Regions from separate parts of the Mus musculus genome. Here regions 1 and 2 are each linked to region 3. The links are chromatin contacts, called in public HiChIP or PLAC-seq maps. All regions are on one chromosome and are shown on one strand. Each heading gives the region's core, a stretch centred on a gene start, on an enhancer-like site or on the middle of the called end of the contact. The rest is flanking DNA. Distances are from core to core; before and after follow the strand shown. Region 1 holds the start of 9430018G01Rik (RIKEN cDNA 9430018G01 gene). Region 2 overlaps Tpk1 (thiamine pyrophosphokinase). Region 3 holds the start of Tpk1 (thiamine pyrophosphokinase).

Region 1 (4,336 bases), core at 165-2,664, 220 kb before region 3:
CAACTGCCCTTTTAAGTACTTCTAATTTTGTGGACAGAAGAGTTTCTTCAGTCCATGAAAACTTATTCCCTGTTCTTCTGTTTATAAACCATTTCTCACAATAGGGAGAAGACAAACTGAAGTAAGATTGGTGTGCTTACTGCTGAATTGTGACATTTATGGGAAGAAGGCTTAAGGGAATGTGACCTGACATGAGTAGACTACTTTTATAATCCCCCCTAGTTATAGTCATTAATAAAAGTGTTTATTCTCTTCTTCCATCCCTTCTATTGAGTCACACAACTTTACGAGAAAACTGGACATTTAGGACTCCGACTTCAAGTATTTTACTAACATTAACAAATTCAAACTTTACATAGATGAAAGTGAAATGGTAGCAACAGAGGACCCCTGATATCAGTGTTGCTATACACTATTGCAATCCTCAGCATAAACATGAGTGCTTCTCCATACCCTAAAATGCCACTCAGTATCAGACCCACCTCACTCCTGCCAGTCACCTTGGTTATCACCATTCTCATTTTGACTTGCATTCCAATACAGTCTGGGATGGACACAAAGCAGAAAACATTACTAATGTGGGCCTCTCATGTTTTTATTGCTGTGACAGAAATTCTTGTGGAGTAACAAGCAGCCATGAGAAGAGCACTGCCCCACACAGCAGTTAAAATCACAGATACAGTTTTCATTAAGAGATATTTGGTAAGTACAAGTGCTGTGTTGTTCATACTCTACTGCCCTCTTTACTCTGTCAGATAAGCCAGTGGAGAGCATGAGAAACAAATGGTGGCTTACAATGTCCATTAAGAGCTTTCCTGTGAAGTCTCTGTCTACATCACACCGACACAGCCTGGGTTCTCATGCCTTGGTCAATTGACACTGGAATGTCAGGTTGCTGTGAGTATCACATTGCTATAAAAACCAACCCAGTAAATAGTACAGAGGCTCTTTCAGGAAAAGAATAAGCAATCAATAATCCAAATTATGTCTGACTTTAAAAATCCCCTTGTTCTGTTGCCTGATCTTAGCCTATCTGGCAGCATTATTCTGTGCGACCACACCGTCTGTGTAGTAATCAAACTGGAAGGGGCTGTTTACATTCAGACCATAACGGAATACCACAGCTGATAGAAAATGTTGGGGAAATAAGATTTTGTAATATTTTTAAATTATCAGTGACTCATTTTAAATATTACTCATTTAAAAAAATAGCTCTTCAACCTTTAATTTGCATTGTACACTGTTAAAGTAGGAGCCTGGCTGTCATCCTGATCAAGGAAAAGAAGGATTCCTCTGCAAAGTGATATGAACCTGTGGCAGAAACTTCGCCTAGTGAATAAAGATTTCAAGGGACCAATCACAGCTCGGGAAGAAGGCGGGACTTCCTGGTATGAGAGAGGAAGAGGGGAGGGAGGAGAAATAAACTTCCTTTAAGACAGGGAGAACATGGAGGCACAATGTAGGTAGCCAGGGTTTTAGGTGAATCTTCCACCAGAGGATTTATAACTTAAAATAGTTTGCAAAATTAGGATGCTAGTTTCTGTGCACAGGGAATGTGTTGTCTATTGATTCTGAACTAAGACTGTGTGGTGTTTTCCTTCACATGTCGACTCAGCTGGGTTCCAGAGAAAGGTACACAGCAGGGCACCCCAGCCAGCTGTGTGAATTTAGAAGTGTGGGGCCTGTGTGGCAGAGGCCCGCAATGGAGAGATTTCAGAGCTCTGAGTCAGACAGTCTGCCAGGCTGAGAACAGGTAGGTCTGCCCACTGGTGCCTTGCCAGCAGTAGCGTGGATTTCCATTTAATATTTCATGCAACATTAACCTATTTTTCTTCTGTTGTTTTGAGACCACGATATAGTTTTATCAGTTCTTCCTTTCCCTCTCTCCAAACCCTTTCATAGAACTCTCCTTGCTCGTTCATGAAACTTTTTTTTCAATAACTGCTGTGTGTGTATGTGTGTGTGTATACATGTATATTTCTAAATATAGTGTGTGTGTGTGTGTGTGTGTGTGTGTGTGTGTGTGTGTATACATGTATATTTCTAAATATAGCCTCCTTGGTCTGTATGTTACTTGTGTGTATGTTGTTTTCAGGACTGACTATTTGGTACTGGACAATTAGTTGGTATGATCTTCCCTGGGGAAGATTATTTCTCCTGCTCTCAGCATTCCTGAACTGCTTGTTGTTCTTTGTGTAAGGTTGAGGCTTGGCAAACTTATTTTTTCCTCCCACTTTGGCATGGCTGTTGGTATCATTGTTCAGCTCACTGTCTTTGGGGTTACCATTGCTGTGATGAAACACAATGAGTAGAAAAAGTTGGGAAGGAAGGGTTTATTTGGCTTATACTTACACATCACTATTATTTAAGGAAGGAAATCAGGATAGGAACTTAAAAAGGGCAAGAATCTAGAGGCAGGCACCAATGCAAAGACAATGGAGGGGTAATGCTTACTGGCTTGATCCCACTAGCTTGTTCATCCTGTTGTCTTATAGAGTCCTGGACACAACCCATAGGTGGCACCCTGTGGCTTGGCCCTTCCCCCATCATTCAATAATTAATAGGACAGGCTTACCTACAGTCCTATCTTATGGAGGCATTTTCTTAATCAAGTTTCCCTCCTCTTAGATGACTTTAGTTTAGGTCAAGATGACATTAAAATTACCCAGTGAGACCTCATAGGTGTAGCTTCTGATATTACTATGAAACAGTCTCAAAACAAACTCCCTGATCCTCTGGCTTTCCACCCTGTCTTCTTCAGTGTTCACCTCCTTTTGCTGCAAGAGGGTACATCTTTTGTAGATGTATCCACCAGGAGTAGCCTTCACAATCCTCTTTTCTTTTTCTTATAAGAGAGACAATTGCAGTGATTTTTAAAGCACGTAGTATCTCCTCCCTCAATAAAACTTTTTTCCTCTTATAATCTTTTTCTGAGAGCGGGTAGATGGTTGTACTCATTAGTTTTGGTTATTGATAAATTAACTCATTCAATTTAAAAGTTAGAATCTGCAAAAAAGATGAAACATGGTGTCTGTAATAGTCTGCATGTAAGGTACCACATCCACCTGACACTTCTCAGAAATGCACATACTTGTACATGCACACACTCACCCCCAGTCAGAGAAGTCTGCATGTCACAGGCAGTGCGGAAAGGTGAATGTGATGCTTTCTGACCCCCAGGACTCAGTTCTCTGGCACCTTGTGGATGAGCTGAGAAGCTCTTCTTTCACCCCCTGCTGTTCAGACTGTCAGCTTTTATGCCTGTGCTGTGTTCATCTGGCATCTCTAACTGAAAACTTGTGAACTGGTTTTAAAATGATGAAAAGGTAAAGACTAACAACTGTACTACATGTGGAGAGATGGAGGAACTGTGAAAGAGTCAGGCTTCTTTAGGACACAGTGCCCCTTCATTCAGGAGCATGCAAGGCCCTAGTGCTATGAGACAAACTGCCTAACTTGAGATGTGCTGGGATTTACCATAGCAGAGACCCGGTCGAAGTTATGACAAGTACTCAGATGATTATATGAATCTGGTGCAGATAATGAGATTTTCCCTACAAATGAGAACCAATGAATGGTTCTTGAAAGCCCTGGGCGTTTTAATGAGTCCTCAGCAAAGCTGTAGAGGCATTCTTTGTTTCAGCACTAAAGGAGGAAATGATTCTCGAGGGTCGCTGCTCCTCCTGATGGAGGGAATAATACTCTTCTGAGCACTGATGGACCACACAGTTAATCCCTGATACTAAACATTAAATGGACACAGCTGAAGGCCCCAAACCATGAATGGACCTTAATATTTACATCCTAATTCGAAATCTATCAATTACAACTGAAAGCACTTACATGAACACTGAAAAGTATATATACATGCCATAATTAGTTGTTATGACTTATAGAAAGACAAATTACAGATTTATTTTGACAATGAAAGTGGGAATACCTCTTCATTTATATGAAACCAGAAAATATAGTGAGAAACTACAGACTGAGATAAGCTTAAAATTAGCTACCTTTGTGAGGCATAAAAAAAGAAAGATAAACTATGTTAATGTTTATCTCAATGTTTTCTCTATTATTTGGAAGTCCACTTGTGAAAAATAAAACCCAAGAAACTAAAGAACTGTCTTCTAATTAAAAACTCAGAAATTAAGGTATTTTATTAATAATTATACCATATTACAATATTTCCATGTTAAAATGGAGACGGTTAATATGTTGATATACATTTTCTTCACAAGGAAGATGGTAAACACTAAATATTCAGCAGGTGGTAACTTAGTCCATTATCATAATACACTCCACATCAAAGCTACTTTCATATTCAATTTCAAGATGT
Region 2 (4,268 bases), core at 1,646-4,145, 200 kb before region 3:
AAGATTAGCAACAGCCATTTTGAAGGATAATCAATGGAACACTTTTCTCCAGAGTTGAAAAGGACATTAGAAGATCTGATTCTGAGCCCAAGGATGGGCAGGGAACACATGCAGAGGGAAGGAAGCCACATGGAATCTGTGGAGCTGGTAAAAAGCAGCATAAAAGAAATCTATGTTACTCTACCTCCGATTCACACCCAAGCTCAGTAGTCCAGTTCCTAATCACATTGTGACTCAAAATCTGTGGTACTTCTCTGGCAAAGTACTCTGTAGGTCCATCTGTCTGCCCTTGCTCATTTTACTCTCTGTGTGGAATAGTTCTCTTACAAGGCTTCAGGTACTATGTGTATAATCCATACACAAGCACCACTCACACTTGCACAGGCATCTCCCTTATGGACTAGCTCCAGCCTAGATCAGACACCCTTCTACTTTGCTTGGTTCCAGAAATACTTCAGTGTCTTGACACACTAGAATCAATTGGCCAGTTTCCCATTTGATGGAAAGTCTCTATCCCAAAGGGCAAACTCAGTCACCAGGTCTGTAGCCTAGGCATCAATAATACTGACTCTTCAGTGTCTCTTCAACAACTTTCCTGCGCATGTCCCAAACAAACACTGCTATATTGTGTTCATGTTCATGCTTACTTCTGAAAATTAATTATCATTCCTTTCTGGGATTTCTAGTGGTTCCAAACTATTAAAATTTATTATCAAATGTCATTTTTTGATAAAATTTGATAAAATGACCACTGCCGGACATTGGCCTACAACACAAACAGCACCTGGCTGTTCCTGCCCTTACATCCAGCTGTAGCACCTAGTGTGCTGCCTTATGTTCCCCAAAGTACCACATTAAATATCTATTCATTCCATTTTATAATTTTCTATTATGTTGAAGTTCAGATATCATTTCATCTGGGAGACTATCCGTGAATCACTATCAACTCCATGTTCAATCTGGGTTAGATATTTTCTCTCAGCTATCCTTAATTTGCTTGGTGCTTGGTCACACTGTTTCAGAATTTCAGTATGTATCTCCCTGCTCCTTCCACTCTGATGGTGTTGGTACCATCTCTGCTTTCTGTACTCAGTACTGAATGGAGTACTATGACATAACGGGCATTTATAAGAATGTTGTTGGTGCTTTATTCTAAAAATCGACAAAGCAAAACATACAAAATAAACACTGGATATGTGGTATTATTTCTTATTAAGAAAATTAGTTTAATAAAGCATAAATAAAACCATAGAGAGAAATTTACTCTATTAACTTAAAGAAGACACTGAAATATCTAGAGAAATAAGGATTCTATAGCTCTGAGATGTGATTGCCCCATTTCACATTAAAATATAAGGATTTCAAATAACACTTCAAATCTGGCATACAAAATAGTAGGTTAGGCTATTGTATTAATGTTTAAACAAACATCTTAGTGAAGAAAAGGGACCTAAGAGGACAGAGGAAGGAGGACAAGAAAAGAAATGAATTCTGAAATTTTTTCTGGAAAGCCCAGGGATGATTTACAGAGGTAAACAATCTGGTATCTTCACACGTTCCATTGGGGAAGTTGCTGCATTGGTACAGAGGAGCAAAGGATCCAAAGCAAAGACATGAGTAAAAGGTAAGGGCAATGATTAGGGCATGCACTGAGGGTAAAGCTGCCCTGAGAATAAAGATATGAGCAGATGTAGTAAAGGGTAGACTTGGACATCAGTCATTTCCTTCTGGAGGAGAAAGGAAGGCTGGGAAAGATCAATGATTTTGGCTATCTGTAGATATAAAGGGATTTAGAGCCCATTTACAGTCATTTTCAGAGAGATATTACATGTGCTGATTAGTTGTCAATCTGACACAAGGTATAGGTACTCATTTGGGAAGAGGGAACCTCAATAGAGAAAATGCCACTACCACCAGATTGGCATTTTGCAATCCTGTAGAACATTTTTTTAATTAGTGATTGAAGTAGGATGGCCCATTCCATTATGAATGGTGCCTCCCATGGGCTTGTGGTCCGAGGTTGTCTAACATGGTAGGCTGAGAAGGCATGAAGAACAAGGAAGGAATACTTCTCCATGGAATCTACCTGACTTACCCGATAATGGGCTACAAACCATAACACAAAATAAACCCTTCCTCCCAAGTTGCTTTTGGTCATGGTGTTTTATCACAACAATAGAAATCCTAACTAAGATGCTGCATTTCAGCACCAATTTAAATTTTTATTTAAAAATATTACTTTAACTGTACAAATTTATAAGGAATAAAGTGATAATTTATAATTTTTTATGTGTTCAGTGCAATGGAAAATCAATGATGGCAGCTAACAATTCCTACTTCTCGGAAAATTTTTAGAAGTATTTGATTAACATTAAAGAATCACCATACTTATGAAGTACACTGTGATATCTCAATGCATGTGTAAAATGTGTGCTTATCAAACATGGGTAATCAACATTTCCACCTCTTCCTCGTGACCTTTTGTTTGGAACCTCCAAACTCCTTTTTCCTAGTTACTCACAAAATAAATGGGCTATTATGAAACTGTAGTTACACTGTTCCGCAGAACACACAATTTATCACTTCTATTTATGGTTAAGTTCCTGCTATGTAACTTCCCAGCATCTTTGATACCCATAACCTAACCTCTAGCAATCACTATTACACACTCCAATCAACACTTTTTAATATCCTCATAAGATGAATCATGTGGGGTTTGTTTTTCAGTATCTGTTCTTTCACTCAGAATACCATGCTTCAGATCCATGTCTTTTGCTGCACTTGATAAGATCCTAATGCTTTGCTGGGCAAATATTAGTCACATAGATGACATTTCCTGTATTTGGTATTTAGCATTCTGTGAGTACACTACATTTCTGCAATTAAATGGATTACTACATATGTTGAAATTTCACTATTGCATAATTTATGCTAGAATCTAACAGACAAGGCAAAACTCAACAACATTATAAGCAAAGAAAAAAAGTGATCTTCCAAAAACAGGAATTAAAGTTGGGTGATAAATAATACGGTTTTTCAGAACTGTCTAGAATCGAAAGTTCCCAGTACCCCACTGTAAATCTTGCTGAGATTTGCTTCTTTGATGTTATCAAAGATGAGACTGTGCTGTGGATATGTGTATGTGGGCACACAGACATGGGCCCTCAGTTGGCATCAGAAACTGTCATGCATGCCAAATTTACCTCATGAATATTCATCTTCTTTTGATCAGACTATTAACATCTTTTTATCATATTCATTACCAGCATTGCAAATGTACATTGCACAAAATGTCAGGACTTTATACAGTAACTAATTAATCTAGTGAGAGGGAAAATGAGAGAAAAAAAAAACAAAGAGCAATAAAACAGAACTAAGATCATGAGGAAGGCATATTTACAACATGTTTAGAAGTTTGCTTGGCTGAGATATGAACTGGCAGAAGTCAACACTGTAATATGATTCCGTATCAGATATGGGAAGCCTAAAGAGGAATCACTGGACAGAGATTGGATAATGTAAAAGACACACCTATTAACTCCTGGACATCTCATTTCCAGGCCATAAATCTTATTAACTTGTATTACAAACTGTCCTCAAACTTGGAGATAAAGGATAATTTATGCTTCATGTACAGAGCTAATGTTTCTATCCCACTGGGAAGCACAGGACCAGAAAATGAGACAGTTTGAATGGGCAACCTGGAATCATCCTGTCCACATGTGTTATATGGTAAGAAAGGTTATGTGTTGACAGCAGGATTTCAGCCCAGCATGGGTGTCAATCACTGGGGACTTAGATCTAAAATACCTATAGTCTCTTGCAAAAACGTTCCTGATCGTACAGCCTCAGCAGATTTAACTAAAAAATATTTTTTTGAGGCAAAAGAGAGAATTTGTTTTTCAGGGAAGAATAATTATGCATTTTTAATTTTCCTTCTTCAAGTGATAGTTCAAACACATCCATCAAAGCAAATGCTACTTTGGGGTTTCCATTCACTAAGAGATTTGACCTACACTAACTGAAACGTGCTAACATGCAAAATACAGTGGTGCATGCTGGGAACAGAGCTTCATTCATATGCGCTGGGACCTATGTTATTGAACCTTTATTTTAAAATCCTGCTTATGATGAACAAAGACACAGAAAGGAGATGAGAAAGGGGCTGTGAACTGAAATACACTAAACAATGCTAAAGAGCCCCTCACACAGCTCAGCCTTAAATGGCTAAAATAACCTTGCTCAATCAATCACAGATGATCACGTAG
Region 3 (4,183 bases), core at 974-3,473:
AAAACCACCCAAGGAACACTGATCCTGGCTTGGCAATTTTGTATCTGACACAGGTATCTACACCACAGTGTTACAGGCCTTGCTCCAGTGTAGACATAAAAGTGCACAAAATTAAAGAGTCAAGGCTTCTCCACTGAGCCGGTTATAAAATCGAAGGCAAAGCACTTCAATTCCTATACATTACTATTCCCATCTCAGAACTGGCCCTGAACTCCCAGTGCCATTTTGTTTGCTCTGAGACTTTGCCATTGAATCTAACAACTCCTAGCTATTGAATCGAATTGCTTCACATGAATTCACTGATAGCACCAATAGCCCCAGGACAGACCTCTGCTCTCCAGATGAAGAAACAAAAGTGTAAGGTCCGAGAACCACTAAGCAGCAGGACTAACATTAAAACCCATAGATTCAAATTCTTCAACATCATCTTACACCACTTAGCCCTCTCTGTACTTTCAAGGCAGAAAACACTGACGATTTTTCAGAAACCAACATTCTTAATAAGTAATCTGAAGGACAGCGAGCCCACCAGGATCAAATGCTTATTTTTGGAAATGCTATTGGTTCTGCCATTATTAGATAATTAAAAAACTGTGAAATTTAATTTGCAAGATGTTGTGATGCTTTATGTCTGAAAAACTGTTTACAGTGAGAAACCGGAAACCTCATAACCACATTAATAAAACAACCTGTTTTAATTCTCAATCTATCACTATTTCCCTCACTTATATAAGATAAAAAGAATCAACAGTAGACTAGAGGTATACAAGGTGGTTCACAGGACCATAGACACCAGAGACATGGCATAGTAGCTAATGCGTATAATCCTATATCTAGAGAGGTAGCCCCAGAAAGATACCTGGGGTCCCTATCCAGTTGGCCAGCTGGCCAGCCTAGCCTAATCAATTATTTCCAGGTCAGTGAGAAACTCAGAAACAAAGTGGATGACAGCACCTGAGGAATGACACCCCAGAATGACATCTGACCCCCATATGCATATGCGCACATGTACCTACACAAACATCCATAGATAAAAAGTGTAACTTGAAAATTAAATACAACTAACTAGCCTTACAATTTATCACTGTAGTCAAATTACATAAGAATAAATGCTACTAATAAAACTCATTCCACATGTCATCATGTGAAGTACAATAACTTCAAAGTTTGAGAAATAAAAATCCTATGGGCTGGGTAATCAGTTTACTGATAAGTGTATCTTACCTAGCATTTTCAAGGCTCTGGACTCAATCCCCAGCACCAAGTTTTATAATAAAAATTAAAAGCCTTAGGGTTAAAACTTCAAGACACTGTATGTAACCATGTACTGATCTTGTACTAAGTTCAGGTACTTTCAAGATGATTAGAAACGTCCCTGACAGACAGCTATGGACATCCCTCACGTTCCCAGTGTCAAATGTTCCACGGTTGGATATGTGTGTTTGGCATGTTGGTTGTTTACTCTTGGAATATCAGGTAGAGGATACAAACTGTATCAACTCGCTCAGTCCTCACAAAAGTTCTACAGGGCAAAGACTAAATATTTATGTTCACTTTCCAAACAGGGAAACAGAGGCACAGGTGTGGTTGCTAACTTGCGCACAGGAAAAAGGAAATGGAGTTTTCGGTTAAGGCCTTCAGGGTAGGAATGAGGTCCCTCTGCGGGGCTCGTGCTGACACTGTAGCATGGTAAAGAATACGGTACCCGTAGGTAGCAGGGGTTCCAACGGGGTAAAGGCATGCTCCATAGCGGGGAATGGATTCTGTATGGAAAACAAAATAAGTCCCAAGTTATTTCCCAAACGTAATTCTGCGACAGGAGTAAGCATCCCGCAGCAGGCACTTTGGACCCGGCACTACGGGAGGCCAGGAAGGTGCAGCGGTGGGCGGGGGAAAGTCCCAGGCAGAGGCTGGAGAACCTGGAATCTCAAGCGAGCTCCAGGCTCCAGCTCCGGCCACTGCCTCTATTCACCCAGACGCCCCAGCTTCCATCCGGGGACTGGCGGCGAGGGGCGGCCTCCCTCGCTCCCTCTTTCCCGCGCCCCCGCCCCGCCAGCCCGCGCCGGCAGCCGCGCACTTACACAATGGCGGGTGGAGCCACGAGCGACGCGAGCGAGGGCTGCGGGAGTGACGGATCGAAAGCTCGGCGCTCGGCTGCGGAGCCTGGGGCGCGCCGCGCGTTCGCGGGAGAGGGCTTCGTGCGCGAGCACAGAGCCCCGCCTCTTCCGGAGGGGCCCCTGGCTGCCGCCTGCGTAGCTTCTAGCAACCGCGGGGTGCTTAGTACCAGCCTGCTGTGCTCAGTTCCCTGCACAGTGGAGAATTCCATCCACCTTCGCCCATCTGTTACACCCAGTCCACTGAGTCCACCTTCTCTTTCATCTTCTGCTTCCCGTGCTTTGCACAAACAGTGCTTTGTAAACATACCAATGGGAACCCTTTAAAATAAATCACCACGTTGTAGGAATGCAGCTTTTTTTTTTTTTTTTAGCAAAGCCAAAGAACCAAAATTTCACCACCACCATCTCTAAGCCAGCATAGATGAGGACTCAAAAATTCTGAGAACCTGTAGGTCTCCTGCTGGCCCAGAAATAACAGAGACCCATCCCTGCGTTTAAAAACCAGTTCCAGGTATACCGAGCTAGCCTCAAAAATCACTGTGTAGCGAAAGATGACTTCATTCATCTGGTCCTCCTGTTTCTTCCTTCTAAGTACTGCTCTTTCAATCATGACTACTATGTCAAGTTAATGTGGCTGGTGCTGGGTATCCAGCTAGTCAAACATTCTAACTGATGAACTTCCCCTTCCCCAGTCGGGTAATAGGTAAGTCCTTTTTAATCTTTTTAACTCAAACATCCATTTCTTTCTATTTAAAGATTCCAAATACACTTCCCAAACTTGGGCAATCATTATTCAATTCTTTCCAGTTTTGATGCCAACATTTTAGCTTCTAGCTAGCAGAACATACACTATTTGCCTTTCTTTGACAACTTACTTCACTTGGCAGGCATAATGTCCTCCCGTCCCATCCACATCTCTGTAAATTCCATTATTTCATTATTTTTATTACTGAAGAATGCCATTTCTCTATTACAATATCTTTGCAAAGGAATGCTACTTCAATAAACATAAGAGTACAGAGCATTTGACTGTGTTTTCCATTCTCTTTGGATGTATGCCCAGCAGTGGGATGAGTGAACCATATGGTAGTTCTATCACCTGTTTAGTTAAGGAGTTTCCATTGTGTTTTCCATAGGTCTACGCTAACTTAAACTTCCATTAACCATGATCGAGTTTCTCTTTCTCTGCATCCTTGCCCAGCTTCCTTACTTTCCCTTTGTAAGAATCCTTATCACTGTCCCTCTCTTCCATCTCTCATCTCTCTCATGTTGATATCCTGTTGTGGTTTTATTTTAACTCCCTGGGGATTTGCGATGGCGGGCAGTATTGTTTATGCTTTTTTGGCCATGTATGCATCCTTTCTTGAGACATGGCTATTCAAGTCATTGGCCCACTTCTAATTTAGATTATTTGTTGCCATGGTTGTTTGGAAAAGTTGTTAGATCTCAAACCCATGACAAAGAGCCAACATGGACCTGGTTGTCAGGTTCCCTCTGCATTGCTCAGTTCCTAGCTGTTTCAGGGTACGGATGGCATACCCCACCTCCTACTCTAAATGTCTCCAGCCCTTCCCATATAATCCAGCCATTTTGCATACCTGGTCCTTTTGTTTACCATCTCCTCTCCTGCCTCTCCCTTTTCCCCTCTCCTCACAAGTGTCAGCTCAGACTTCTTCCAGTTGTCCCCAACTCTGGCTGTGCTCTCCCTTTTATCTACAATAAACATTCTCCTTCACCACACCTAGGAGCAGTCATGTCCTTCCCTTTTGTTCCCTTTTTTCATTCACGTTCCTTACACATACTGAAAAAAAAAACAAAAAAACAATACAAATCTTTGTTCTAACCAATGTCTAAGTGTTTTTTCTTATATTGTCTTCTGGAATTTCACATCTCACATTTAAGTCTTGATCCATTTTTCCACTGACTATTATACCCAGTAGAAGATAGGTGTCTAGTTTCTTTTCTTCGCATACAGAAGTTCAGTTTCGCAGAACCTTTCACAAAAGGATAGCACCATCTCCAAGATATGATTTGACTGCCTTCACTGACATCAACTGACTGCAGAA

Evidence for each region. HiChIP or PLAC-seq counts read pairs in DNA pulled down with a chosen protein or histone mark.
Region 1: an HNF4G HiChIP or PLAC-seq map of pancreatic cancer cells shows a contact between it and region 3. The contact joins the promoter of 9430018G01Rik here to the promoter of Tpk1 in region 3. A contact is called at or near these places in 7 of 39 promoter capture datasets (the 3T3-L1 cell line, the C10 cell line, embryonic stem cells and 2 more), 2 of 15 datasets of contacts at CTCF or cohesin (the NIH/3T3 cell line and pro-B cells), 1 of 484 Hi-C or Micro-C datasets (nephron progenitors), 3 of 115 datasets of contacts at active chromatin or transcription factors (the NIH/3T3 cell line, forebrain and pancreatic cancer cells) and 3 of 9 other capture datasets (embryonic stem cells, liver and macrophages).
Region 2: a contact with region 3 is called in an H3K4me3 HiChIP or PLAC-seq map of bone marrow-derived macrophages, with 3 times the contacts expected there. The contact joins the enhancer-like site here to the promoter of Tpk1 in region 3. A contact is called at or near these places in 9 of 39 promoter capture datasets (the 3T3-L1 cell line, the C10 cell line, the HPC-7 cell line and 5 more), 1 of 15 datasets of contacts at CTCF or cohesin (the NIH/3T3 cell line), 2 of 484 Hi-C or Micro-C datasets (nephron progenitors and peritoneal macrophages), 2 of 115 datasets of contacts at active chromatin or transcription factors (bone marrow-derived macrophages and embryonic stem cells) and 4 of 9 other capture datasets (adipose tissue, liver, macrophages and 1 more).

What each region holds. Positions count from the first base shown.
Region 1 is chr6:43,441,015-43,445,350 of GRCm38.p6, forward strand. It overlaps 9430018G01Rik (RIKEN cDNA 9430018G01 gene), which reads left to right and starts at 1,415. Exons shown (of 3, transcript NR_045988.1): 1 at 1,415-1,753. All of the region lies in intron 7 of Tpk1 (thiamine pyrophosphokinase), which reads right to left.
Region 2 is chr6:43,459,531-43,463,798 of GRCm38.p6, forward strand. All of the region lies in intron 7 of Tpk1 (thiamine pyrophosphokinase), which reads right to left. The region is part of intron 1 of 9430018G01Rik (RIKEN cDNA 9430018G01 gene); the gene reads left to right. Among named protein-coding and RNA genes, the nearest start is that of 9430018G01Rik, 19 kb to the left of the region's middle. Within about 2 kb of position 2,896, at least 11 of the 459 cell types and tissues checked have an H3K27ac peak or open chromatin away from gene starts, as enhancers often do. A contact at or near this core is called in bone marrow-derived macrophages, where this site is marked.
Region 3 is chr6:43,664,055-43,668,237 of GRCm38.p6, forward strand. Tpk1 (thiamine pyrophosphokinase) reads right to left here and starts at 2,224. Exons shown (of 9, transcript NM_013861.4): 1 at 2,082-2,224; 2 at 1,706-1,763. The coding sequence starts at 1,748.